Linked DNA regions of Zea mays: region 2 is linked to region 1. Evidence: chromatin contacts called from public Hi-C data. All regions are on one chromosome and are shown on one strand. The core of a region is the stretch at or near the end of the contact, and the rest is flanking DNA. Distances in the headings are between cores, read along the strand shown.

Region 1 (5,506 bases), core at 736-3,235:
TGTGAGAAGCTGCAAATGGAGATAAGGTGGTTTCCTGCATCAAGCTCTTCTTGAGGGCATCTGTTAACGGAGATAAGTTAGTTTCTTCCTTATATTGCTGGACAACCACATGTGGTTGTGCATCAACCTTCTCTTCTACCATGTTTCCAGTCCCAACTGGTATTCCATTTTCTTGAAGAAGCATCGACTCTTTTGGTTCAGCACAGACATCACCAGAGCTAGTGTTTTCATGGCAAATTTTATCTTCTCTGTTTTCTGACGCGACGTTAGTCAAAGATCTCTCAGCAGAATCACCGATTACCATCTGTGAAGCTTGACAAGAAGAAACTAGATCAACTGTTTCAACAACTGCAGTTTCTCCTGGGATACATGCTGCATTTCTGTGTGCACGCACTGACCTGGGCCTTGTTGGGGTTCTTGTGAAGTTACAATAGTCAATCAAACTATCCTTACCAACATGCATCTCAACTTCCATATTTGTCTCACCATCAGAAGTGTTGTGATCCAAAGTAGCCTCATCCATAACTTTTTTTTCATTTCCAGCTTCCTCATCAGGAACCTCATCTTCAATCTTACCATATGGTAACTGTTTGGGATCTGACTCTGTAACAACACGACAAGAAGCATGATTTACATCGGTGTCTATCCCTTGCTTAACCACCTCAGTTTCTGAATTTTGCGTCCCACTGTCATCCTCCACCTCACCTTCCTCAGTCTCCTCCAGCACCTTTGATGCATCATTAGCATCCTTACTAGTATCTTTGACAGAGCTCATAATCTTCGATGTTGTATCCTCCATGCATAACCCTGCTACAGCCTTCGCTGTCAATGGTGTCCCCTCCCTCACTGCCTCTGTAACACTAGTACTCGCCTCATCATTCCCCCGATTGCCGCGGCGCTCTCTCTGAAACCCAGGTGCCCCATCTTCATCCCCATCCTCCTCGTAGTGCCGACCGTTCGGAAATGGCCTTCCTCTCTCCTCCCTGTCTCTCCCTGAGTCCAGATACCCCCTCCTGTACTCCCCATACTTCCTCTTCCCTCTTCCATTGTAGCTGCCACGGCTGCAATCATCTCTGCTACTAGTGCTGCTACTAGTGCCATTGGCTCGCCTAGGCCAGCCGTTAGGGTTACTGTTGTATTCATCTTCGTACCTCCTCCGGCCATAAAACCCGGGGGGTTCCTGCTGCTGTGGTAGCTGCGGGGGCGGAGGAAGAGGATGAGCAAGCCACGTGCCAGAGATGCCGGCGCCACGCTGGAGGGCGGCTGGCGGGAGCACGCCCTGGGCAACCAGATACTCGGCAGCGAGGCGACCGGCCTCCATAAGCACCTCGTACTTGCGCTCTAGCGGCGGCGGCGGCGGCGCCGGCGGAAACGGCGGAGGAGGAGGAGGAGCGTAGTACGGCTGCTTGTGGCCGCGAGGATACCCACCACGGCCGAACGGCGGCGGCGGCGGCAAGCGGCTACGGTGGTTGTACTGCATCGCAAAGGTCACAGCTTTGTCCACGGAAACCACGAGAAATTCGTCAGGAATTCTGAGGCAAAGACCAAAAAGAAAAGGTGTTACGATTTCTGCAACTTATCTCGCGGCGGGGAATCAGAAACCCTAGGGCAAGAACTCACAAGTCACGATTCACCGGACACTCTTGCCATCGTATTGGATAAATCCACCAAATGGAGGCCGGAATTACCACTGGCTAAGTCAGTTCTTGTTTCTTTCTACCTGATTCTACCCTCTGTTCTTGGTCCGATACTCCGATCGATGCAGGGGAAGGGAAAGGATTACTGAAAAAATGGAAGAATTTTACTAGATTAAAAGAACGCGACGATGCACCTATTTCTGCTGGGGAATTCTAATTTCCACGGGCAAGAATTTGCTGATTGGTTTAATCCAAGGAGTTAATAAAAAGGAAGAGGAAATTAATGGTCGCTGCTTTTGGTGGGTCGGAGTATCAGTTTTGGATGGGCGCGTGAATGTGCACGTGGATCCAATTCCTCTATCTGCTGCTTGGGTCGGGACTCGGGAGTATGGAGAAGGACTGGTGGGTCCCGGATGTCATTTGCTAAGGCCGGACGGTTCGGAAGTTGTTGTTTGAAAGCAGCTGTTTGATATAGCGCATCAATATAGATGGTAATAGTAACTCGATATTTGATGGGTAAAAACTCTATTAAAACATATATTTAACAAATTTTATGTCTATAGGTATTTTATTAGATACTTTATTATATACATTAGATATGGTGGCTATGAGTATTTTCTCTCTTCACACGTGAATCCACTAACACATGTCATGTGTGTCTAGATTATTAGAAATATTCCATATAAAATTGGAAGAGCAAGAATGATGCCCTTTTTGTTTCAATAGCTTACACGTCTTAAACATTTAAATATTAAGTATTGTATACTGAACAATTAGATAACTATCATAATGTTGTATGTTGTTATTAATAACTCTCTTTTAGGTTATGAGTGCTATATTTTGTATGATCTTATGGCATAATGTTGTCATTTAGTATGGAATTGTTGATCTTGTAATAAAATTATGTTGGGTTCGATGAATTTATCATGCTAGACATAAAGATAATATGCTATTTTAGTATATTTCATTATTGATGAGATATGGATCCGTTGGTACTTGATTTCAATCCCTGAAGGTATCGAAAATCAAGGCAACACAAGTTAAATATTTGGACCTTCGTCCTTTGGTTCGAAGTGTTAGCGCGAAGGACGAAGTTTCTCAAAATGAAGTGGAAATGAAACGATGTGAAAAGACAATGAAAAATATTGTATGGAACTCATCTGTCTTAGCATTCTTATTCCGACTTCTTTTTTTTTATTAAATTAGTTTATAAGTATACCTTCGGCTCCTTAACACAAGGTGGTATGATGGCTCTTCGAAGGCCGAAGCTATGGTCCTCAAAAAGGTATCTTATGCATGACTTTGTTCATCTAATTATAGAAAAAAAATGAAACGCCTTCGTACAAAATTACAATCATGCCCCTCAAGGTTTTACACACATTGTTTACAAATGACCTTCCTTTGCTGCGCAGATCTTGGCCTTCATCGCGTGAAAGCTTCTCCGCTGGCTTGTGTTCGAAGCCTTTCTCCTTTTGCCGAAGCTATCAACTTCGGCACACACCTTTATTATCTGCACGCATGGGTGAATCTTCTTTATACGCTGCTTCGGCCGAAGACCAGCTTCGTCCATTGATTGAAGTGTACTTGAAACACACTTGTTCATATCGAAGTGAAGGTTAAATGAAGAACTCTGGCAAAGGTAAGCCCCCAACAGTAGCCCTCGCGGGATGAGTTTGTTTCTTCGTAACGAACTTAGATCGTAAAAAATAAAATTGGGAGGCTTTGTGCCGAAGGTCCGAAAAACACCTTCCTGAATTCCGTTATGAAGAAGATAGATCGATTCAATAAAAACAATTGATCTGAAAGTTAGACGGACAGGGAGATGCTGAGAGTGATGTGCGGGAATGTTTTTCGACGTCTCACGCCGCTTCACACCCATTTCTCAGTATAAAACAGCCGAGCGGGTGGGTGCGGATCACATTTACTGCCCACAACTACCTGCTGCCAAAATTTTATGTGCCTCCGAAGCTTCCCATCCACCGCTGCTTCGAATGCTGGCTTTGGCTAAGTCATCTCAGACAATTTCCAGTCCACTCAGATGGCTAGGATTCAGACCACCGCAAAAACTGATCACACGTACCTCTTCGGAGGCATGAAAAGATACCCTACCCATCTCATAAGCTATGAGGGCTTTGTCATCGTCGAGGCCTGCTCCGGAGTTACTGAAGGATGGACCTTCGAAGCCAAGCTATATTGTAGGACTGGGCATAAAACCCGAGCCCGAAGCCCGTTACCCAAAATACCCGAACCCGTACCCGTTTAGCCCGATGCCCGTTACCCGAACAATTCCAACGGGTAACAAAACTAAATACCCGAACTAAGTTTGGGCCTAATCGGGTATTCACTCGCGGTACCCGAAGTACCCATTCTACCCGAACTGGTCCTAGTCGTGGGCTGTTGCCTATTGGGCTGCGCTGTTGGCCGTGGGCTCTGGGCTGTGCCGCTGCTTCTGCCTACTCCCTATCCGGAGTCCGGCTGTCCTTGATCCCATCCCAGCCGTCCCAGCAAAGCAAGGCAACAACCCTAGCTCAGTAGCTCCCAGGCGGCCGACAGGCCGACCGCCGACGGCGTCCTCCTCCAGGCTCCATTCCGGCTCCTCCCAAGCTCCCAGGCCCCAGCACCGCAGTGCGCGGCTGCGCGCAGACGCGCAGTCCTCCTCCCAGGCTCCCCGCTCCCAGCGCACTCCTCTCATCCTCTATCCCAGGCTCTGGCTGCAGGCACACGCGCACACGCGCCCGACGCACCGCGCCACCGCGGGTCCGTGGCACCGCGTAGTCGGCCTCGGCCAGTCTTGGGCACCACGTCGTTGCTTTGCTGTTGTTGGCTCCACGTCGTTGCTTTGTTGTTGCTGCCCTGGCGACTGGCGTTGGCGGCATGGCGAGTGGCACTGGCGACTAGCGTTGCTAATGCTTGGCGCGTTGCTTTGTTGTTGCTTTAGTTGAACCAAAACTGTTCAGACCTTTCTATTTGTTTTGCTTGAAAAAGTTTCTATGTACAAGCAGAGGCGCAGAGCTTCTCTTTCACCCCCCCAAACTTGCTACTTGAGATGCAGTTAAAATTTATGTAACAGTAGTACTTTGTCTCCGTTTTCTTGTGTGCGTTGTGGACTTGTGCAAGTTATTAAACTCTAGTATTTTATAATTCCATTGTCATATAGATGTCTTGTACTCTTGTGTATGATTTATAATAGAGGGTACCCGAATTTTACCCAAACCCAAACCCGAAATTGCGGGTACCCGAAAGTTTGGGTACGGGTACGGGTTCTACTGTTGGAAACCCGAAATATAAAAAACCCAAAAAACCCGACCCGAAATTTCGGGTAAACCCGAACGCCCAGTCCTACTATATTGAAATTTGTCGTTCCACTTTCAGGGAGAAGGATCTGCAATCTATGAAGAGGCTTGGTTATTTTAGTAGTAAAGTCAATGTTCGCCTCCCTAGGAATGAGACGACCCCGATGCTGGGAAAGAACAAAGTTATTGTATACAAGAGATTTTTCAAGGCAAGAATTTGGCTTCTGATGTACAAGATGATTGTGAAGATACTACAACGTTATGAGGTACACATGCATCAATTGACTCCGAATGCCATAGTTCGCCTTAGCATTTTCATTTGGGATGTACGAAGCCAGGGGGTCGCACAGATGCTGATGCTTTCTAAAGGGTGCATGATTTGCACTATCAAATAAAGGCCAAGGGTCACACAGGCCTTCACAATAACTTCGAATGCTACAACTTCAGTTATCGTAAGAATACAATTGGGCTGGTCCTCGCATATGGAACCAAGTGGCATGGAGACTGGATAAAAGAGTGGTTTTACGCCGAAGTTGACTCTGAACAGCGCGAGGACTTCAAAGGTGTGCCTATGAA
Region 2 (5,603 bases), core at 1,023-3,522, 120 kb after region 1:
CTTCTTTTACACCTTGCAAGTTTTGTCTAAAATACATCTTTTGTTGTTTGTTTGCCCGTTGTCACCCTCACCCTTGTTATCCCTCGATCCTTACCTTGATGCTTATCCTATACGTGCATTTTAAAGCCTCCTCTCTCGTTTTAGTTCAAGAGTGTTGTCTTACACATCCGCTCTTGGTCGTTCTCTTTTCCTATGTCGCATTGCAAGCCTTAGCTTTTGTTTGATATCGCCCTTATGTCACACCTGAGTTTCGGGGCACCAAGACCCGGGCGCGAACATAATCACCAAGTGTGTTGGGACCAAATCTCACACATATGATGACCCATGGTACAGAAACAAATGTCACATCAATAATTTATAACGGATTTCTGTACAAAATAGATAAATAATTACATCATATGAAGACAACGAAACAGCAACCCAAAGTTGACTCGGAGACGACGACCTAGACCTCTCACGAACTCATCACATCATCCTCCATACGCCTCATCCTGCGGTACCTGTTCTTGACCTGTGGGGGTGTGAGACAGTAAGGGTGAGCTCACATACGTTCATCGCTCAACAAGTTGTGAGGAATAATGTGCATGAACTCGCCAAAGGTAGGAGCTCATGTGAAGTGTAAGGCATACCAAAGAGGATGGTTAAAGCTGAGCATTGCTTTTAAAGTTGGTCAAAATTTTATTAGCAATTACTAAGTATAAGTAGATACCAAACCAGAGTAATAATAGATCAAAATTAATAATAAACCACAATGCGATGCAAATGACAAATTGAATTTAATTCCATACATTAATCATGCGGGAGTCCTAAGCTGCTCATGACCGTGAGCACGGCTAGTATACTAGTTTTACACTCTACAGAGGCTGCACCCTTTACCCACAAGTCATGTCACCCGGTTGCTAAAGGGTCTAGAAGTCCCATTCATCTCTACCGAGGAGACGAAGCAGGGTAACACTACAAGGATGAAGCAGGGTAACACTATGAGGCCTTTACAAAGTTTCACTAGCTTCAGAAAACCCGCTACAGTTTCTAGGTAGCGCAATGCACAAATCCCCTGTCTGACCACCATCGCAGCAAAATCAACCCAAGAACCTCCCTACACGCCAACTCCTCTACTGCCCTTGCCCCTTTCGGGTAAGGTAGTCCTTCACTAGCTTTCCTAATTAGTTAGCCAAGAGCGTCCCATTCCACCCTTGTGGTGGCACATGTTTCTCAAGTTAAGCTCCATGTTCCAATTAACATAATAGTCTTATCATGAACAATAATAATAAGGAATGACCATGTGTAATAGTTATCTCAACACCCAAAACCATATATAGCAATAGGAAAGACTACCCAAAAGTTCAAGGGTAAATAAGGTGTAAAGATGACCAAACTAGGGTGACCTATTGGGTCCCATCAAAATTAAACCTATGCATGCCAAAATGATTATAGAGAACATTATTGGGTAAATAAAAGTGGTTAAAGGCACAACTTGCCTTAGACTTGAGATTCCCAGATACCAGGATGATCTTCAGGTTGTCGTGACCTCACTGTTAGTCATAGCAATACCAACAAACATAGTATAGGAAAAATTAACATCACACCAAACATAAAGACAAATTGCATAATAATGATCTACGCCTCGCTACAAGATCGCGGGTTCGAGAACGACTTTTCGTAAGATATTCACGATTTAAATAAATAAAACTATATTCTATGTTGATTAGTGTCATTCATGTGGGGAGGTATTTATTAAGAAATAGATAGTTCATCCACCTTCTAATTTACAACTGAATTAGGACCAAGTTAGGATATCATACTTAGCTTTAATCAGGAAGATTAATCCACTATACATAGGTTAAATGATTTTCCATTTATAAAAGTATGGGATATTGCATAAATCAGTGTTGTACTACGTAGACAAAATTACTATGGATCTAGTGCAATTTGAACGGATCAAACCGGAGCTAGTATGAGGAATTTATGAGTTTCTTAGGTTCTTAGATTTATTTTCATACCTAATAAGCAATTCTCATATTAAATTTATAATCATACACGGCTATTAGACTGCGGCCACTATTTCATTGAAATCCAGGGTCTATTTTGTAAGTTTTAGGACCTTGCTGTAATGGTCTTTGACAAGAACCGGACTGCGGGTAGATTATTCCGAACTCGAGGGACTCTTTATAGAAAATACCCGGCCGAAGAGGTACCCTCGCATCCTGGCCGCACGATCTGTTTTTGATGGCCTAGATTAGATTGAATCTCACCCGAATCGGTATGAAATCCGAGCTGCCCAACGAGCGGTCGACGACCCAGATTTTATTTAATGCGATCTAATCTACTCCGTTGAACTCTAGATGGATGGCCAAGATCTCAGCTTCAATGCGACAACCAGATATCTAATCTCCACCGTCCAACAAGCGAGCAATGGCACACATCTCGCCCTCATCCTCCTGACGCACAAGGCACAAGCGCGGCGGCGCGAGCGATGTCAGTCGCGGCGTAGGCCAACCCAGGACCCCGCACCCCAAACACACGAACAACCGATTCTACACCACGCCAGAGAGACAGCGAAACAAATCAGGGTGCCCTAACCGTGATTCTCGCCGAGGCAATCCTGGCACCCGCACGGTGTGGACCGCGGCGCCCCGCGATCACCATCGAAGACCCCGAGCACCTAGCTCGAACCTCATGCTCGTTCGAGTCCTGAACGCCCGAAGCGCACACGAGTGGCGAACGATCACCCCGAAGTCGATGCCATACTCCGTCCGTGGCAGCTCCCTCAATTACTCTCTACGCGCACATGGAACGGCGGATGGTTTCTTGCATCCGGTGATGAAGCGCTCAACTCACGACCAGGCATGGAAGGAGGGGGGTTCATCGGCCCCTAGATTTATACTTCTAGCGGTGAATTCCGAGTATGCGCGGATCGCGGGATCAGGACCAGAGTCCCAGCAGCGAGTTCGGTGCCTCTATTACGGAGCTTGGGTGGGAGATGTGTCTGACTAGATGGTCCCACGCGACAGTGCCCCCGCGCGCTGAAGAGCTGGCGTGGGCGTGGGTGAGTGTGTTGGCGTGTGGGCCACGGAGTCAGCGAAGGGAAACAATTCCACGCATGGTGCCACTGGCTGGCGGGGCCCCCACGTCGGCGTTAGGGGCGCGACAAAATCACTTGAGGCTATTAAGCGGGTCCCACCTATCGGATCCAAGGAAACGGCACAGCAGGGCCAGCGCTGGAAATAGTGAAGATGGGCCGAGGGCACGGGAAGTCGGTCCTATATGAGTGGTTCTCTTTTTCTTTTTCCTATTTTCTTATTTCATTGCCAAATTCAATTTGGTTCCAATTTCAAATGTGGGTTTTGGGTTTTCAGTTCAAATTTAATGCTCAATCAAAATCCAGCATGGATGCCAATATACATATATATACATATATATATATATCATTATTAATTCATTTCTCTATTTAAGTACATGCTTCTAGATATGCACTTTACACATAAATAGTTATTTTCAGAAAATTAATTTCTAAGGTATTGTCTGTGTCAGGGTATGATTTAAATTAAATCCTTTTTAATAGTACTTATAAGTATATTTTCCAATAAAGGAATAACTAAAATCATATATGGATACTTTTGTTTATTAGGAACCATATTTGGTTTAGTAGATATAATTCAAAAGGGAACAAAGTTCTGATTGAAAGTCATTTTAATTTAAATTATTGAAAGATTTCATCAGATTACCCAAAATATGATTTTGAGGCGTTACAAATTCTACCCCCTTTAAAATAATCTCGTCCTCGAGATTAATAAGAAAAGGGATGTAACAAGTTTGGTTTAAAATTTAGTTTCACATATGGTTTAGGAACCAAAAGTTTTGTTCCAAGTTCTTAAATACTAGTTATTAGGAACATATGGACATAGTATGTCTAGTCCTCTATTAGGTCAGATGAGGTAAGGTTATGTCAAGTATAGGACGGGGCAAGGAAGGATAATAAGAAGAGACTTCATCCTGAACTGTGGATCTTGATTCCTCTTGAAGTTGGATTTGATTCATCTCCTTCCTTGTCAAGGTTGAGCTCTTTTTTCAGACCTTGGTGTCTTTCTTCCAGGATAGGAACATGTGGTTAAGACAGATTTGTAGGTGACAAATAGGTAGAGCCACTAGTTTAGTAGGTGGCTAAGAGTTAAATGGGATTAGTCCGATTTAGTTTGGTTGTTTGCTTCTAGATTGGTTGGATAAGTTATGTAACGTATTATGTAGGTCAAGTTGTTGTATATGGCCGAGTTGGTCTGTCGTTCTTAATTTAGTGCAGGGTGAACATGTTTTATAGGAGTAGAGTCTAATCTATTTCATCAGTATTAACCTTCCTGTTAAGTAACTTACATTAGATTAGCTCAACTTAAGGTTAGCCTTCGTAAGGTTTGGTTAATCTATCACTTTAGATCAGATCTAGGTTAGATTGGTATGACTAGCTCAGACTAGATAAGATTTAATTAATTTGCGTTAGATCATGATCATGGTGGGATAAGTACAGTGGTTAGGATAATATGAATCCTTCAAGATAAGATGAATTTATTAAAATAAGAGAGAATCTTTTAAGATAAGATGGATCTATTAAGATAGATATATTTTAATGGGCGATAATCTGAGCGGATTAGTTATCTTATAAACATATTAACTTTTTTTATTTGCTTCGATGCAGATGCAATTGTGGATATTACTCCACAACTCATCACACTCAATCAAAGAATCGAATAAAGCAGTATTATAAGGAAAAACACTCATGCATACAATTTTTTTACCAAAAATAGTTTTGATTCGGTTCCTAGAATTAGGTTTCCTATTCCTAATAGTCACTTTAGGTACAGGATTTCAAAGTGTGAAATCCACTTTGGTCTGTAGACGAGAAAAGGTAAGAGTAATCAGAGTAAAGCAGCAATAGATGAGAAAGATTAAGAAAAGTTTAGAAAGAATCAGAGTAGCAAAGGTAATTAGGTAAGGGTTGTCCAGTTCTATCTATGTTTCGTCCTACAGTCAACATTCCTCTGATACCACTTCTATCACACCCGGGTTTCGGGGGCACCAAGACCCGGGCGTGAAAATAATCACCAAGTGTGCTGGGACCAAGTCTCACACATATGATGACCCATGGTACAGAAACGAATGTCACATCATTATTATATAATGGAGTTCTATATAAAATAGATAAATAATTACATCATATGAAGACAACGATCCAACAACCCAAAGTTGACTGGGAGACAACGACCTAGACCTCTCACGAACTCATCACAGCATCCTCCATATACCTCGTCCTGCGGTACCTGTTCTTGACCTATGGGGGGTGTGAGACAGCAAGGGTGAGCTCACATATGTTCACCGCTCAACAAGTTGTGGGGAATAATGTGCATGAACTCGCCAAAGGTGGGAGCTCATGTGAAGTGTAAGGCTTACCAAAGAGGATGGTTAAAGCTGAGCATTGCATTTAAAGTTGGTCAAAATTTTATTAGCAATTACTAAATATAAGTAGATATCAAACTAGAGTAATAATTGGTCAAAATTAATAATAAACCACAATGTGATGCAAATGACAAATTGAATTTAATAGCAAAAATTAA

What was found. A called contact is a pair of places that touch in the nucleus more often than the background predicts.
Region 2: a contact with region 1 is called in a Hi-C map of leaf, with 6 times the contacts expected there. The contact joins the enhancer-like site here to the promoter of LOC100279916 in region 1. A contact is called at or near these places in 7 of 25 Hi-C or Micro-C datasets (ear, endosperm, leaf and 2 more).

What each region holds. Positions count from the first base shown.
Region 1 is chr4:119,062,700-119,068,205 of Zm-B73-REFERENCE-NAM-5.0, forward strand. LOC100279916 reads right to left here and starts at 1,986. Exons shown (of 5, transcript NM_001152868.1): 1 at 1,621-1,986; 2 at 1-1,532. The coding sequence starts at 1,480.
Region 2 is chr4:119,183,844-119,189,446 of Zm-B73-REFERENCE-NAM-5.0, forward strand. No RefSeq gene overlaps it. Among protein-coding and RNA genes, the nearest start is that of LOC100279916, 120 kb to the left of the region's middle. Within about 2 kb of position 2,273, at least 18 of the 20 cell types and tissues checked have an H3K27ac peak or open chromatin away from gene starts, as enhancers often do. A contact at or near this core is called in ear, endosperm, leaf and 1 more, where this site is marked.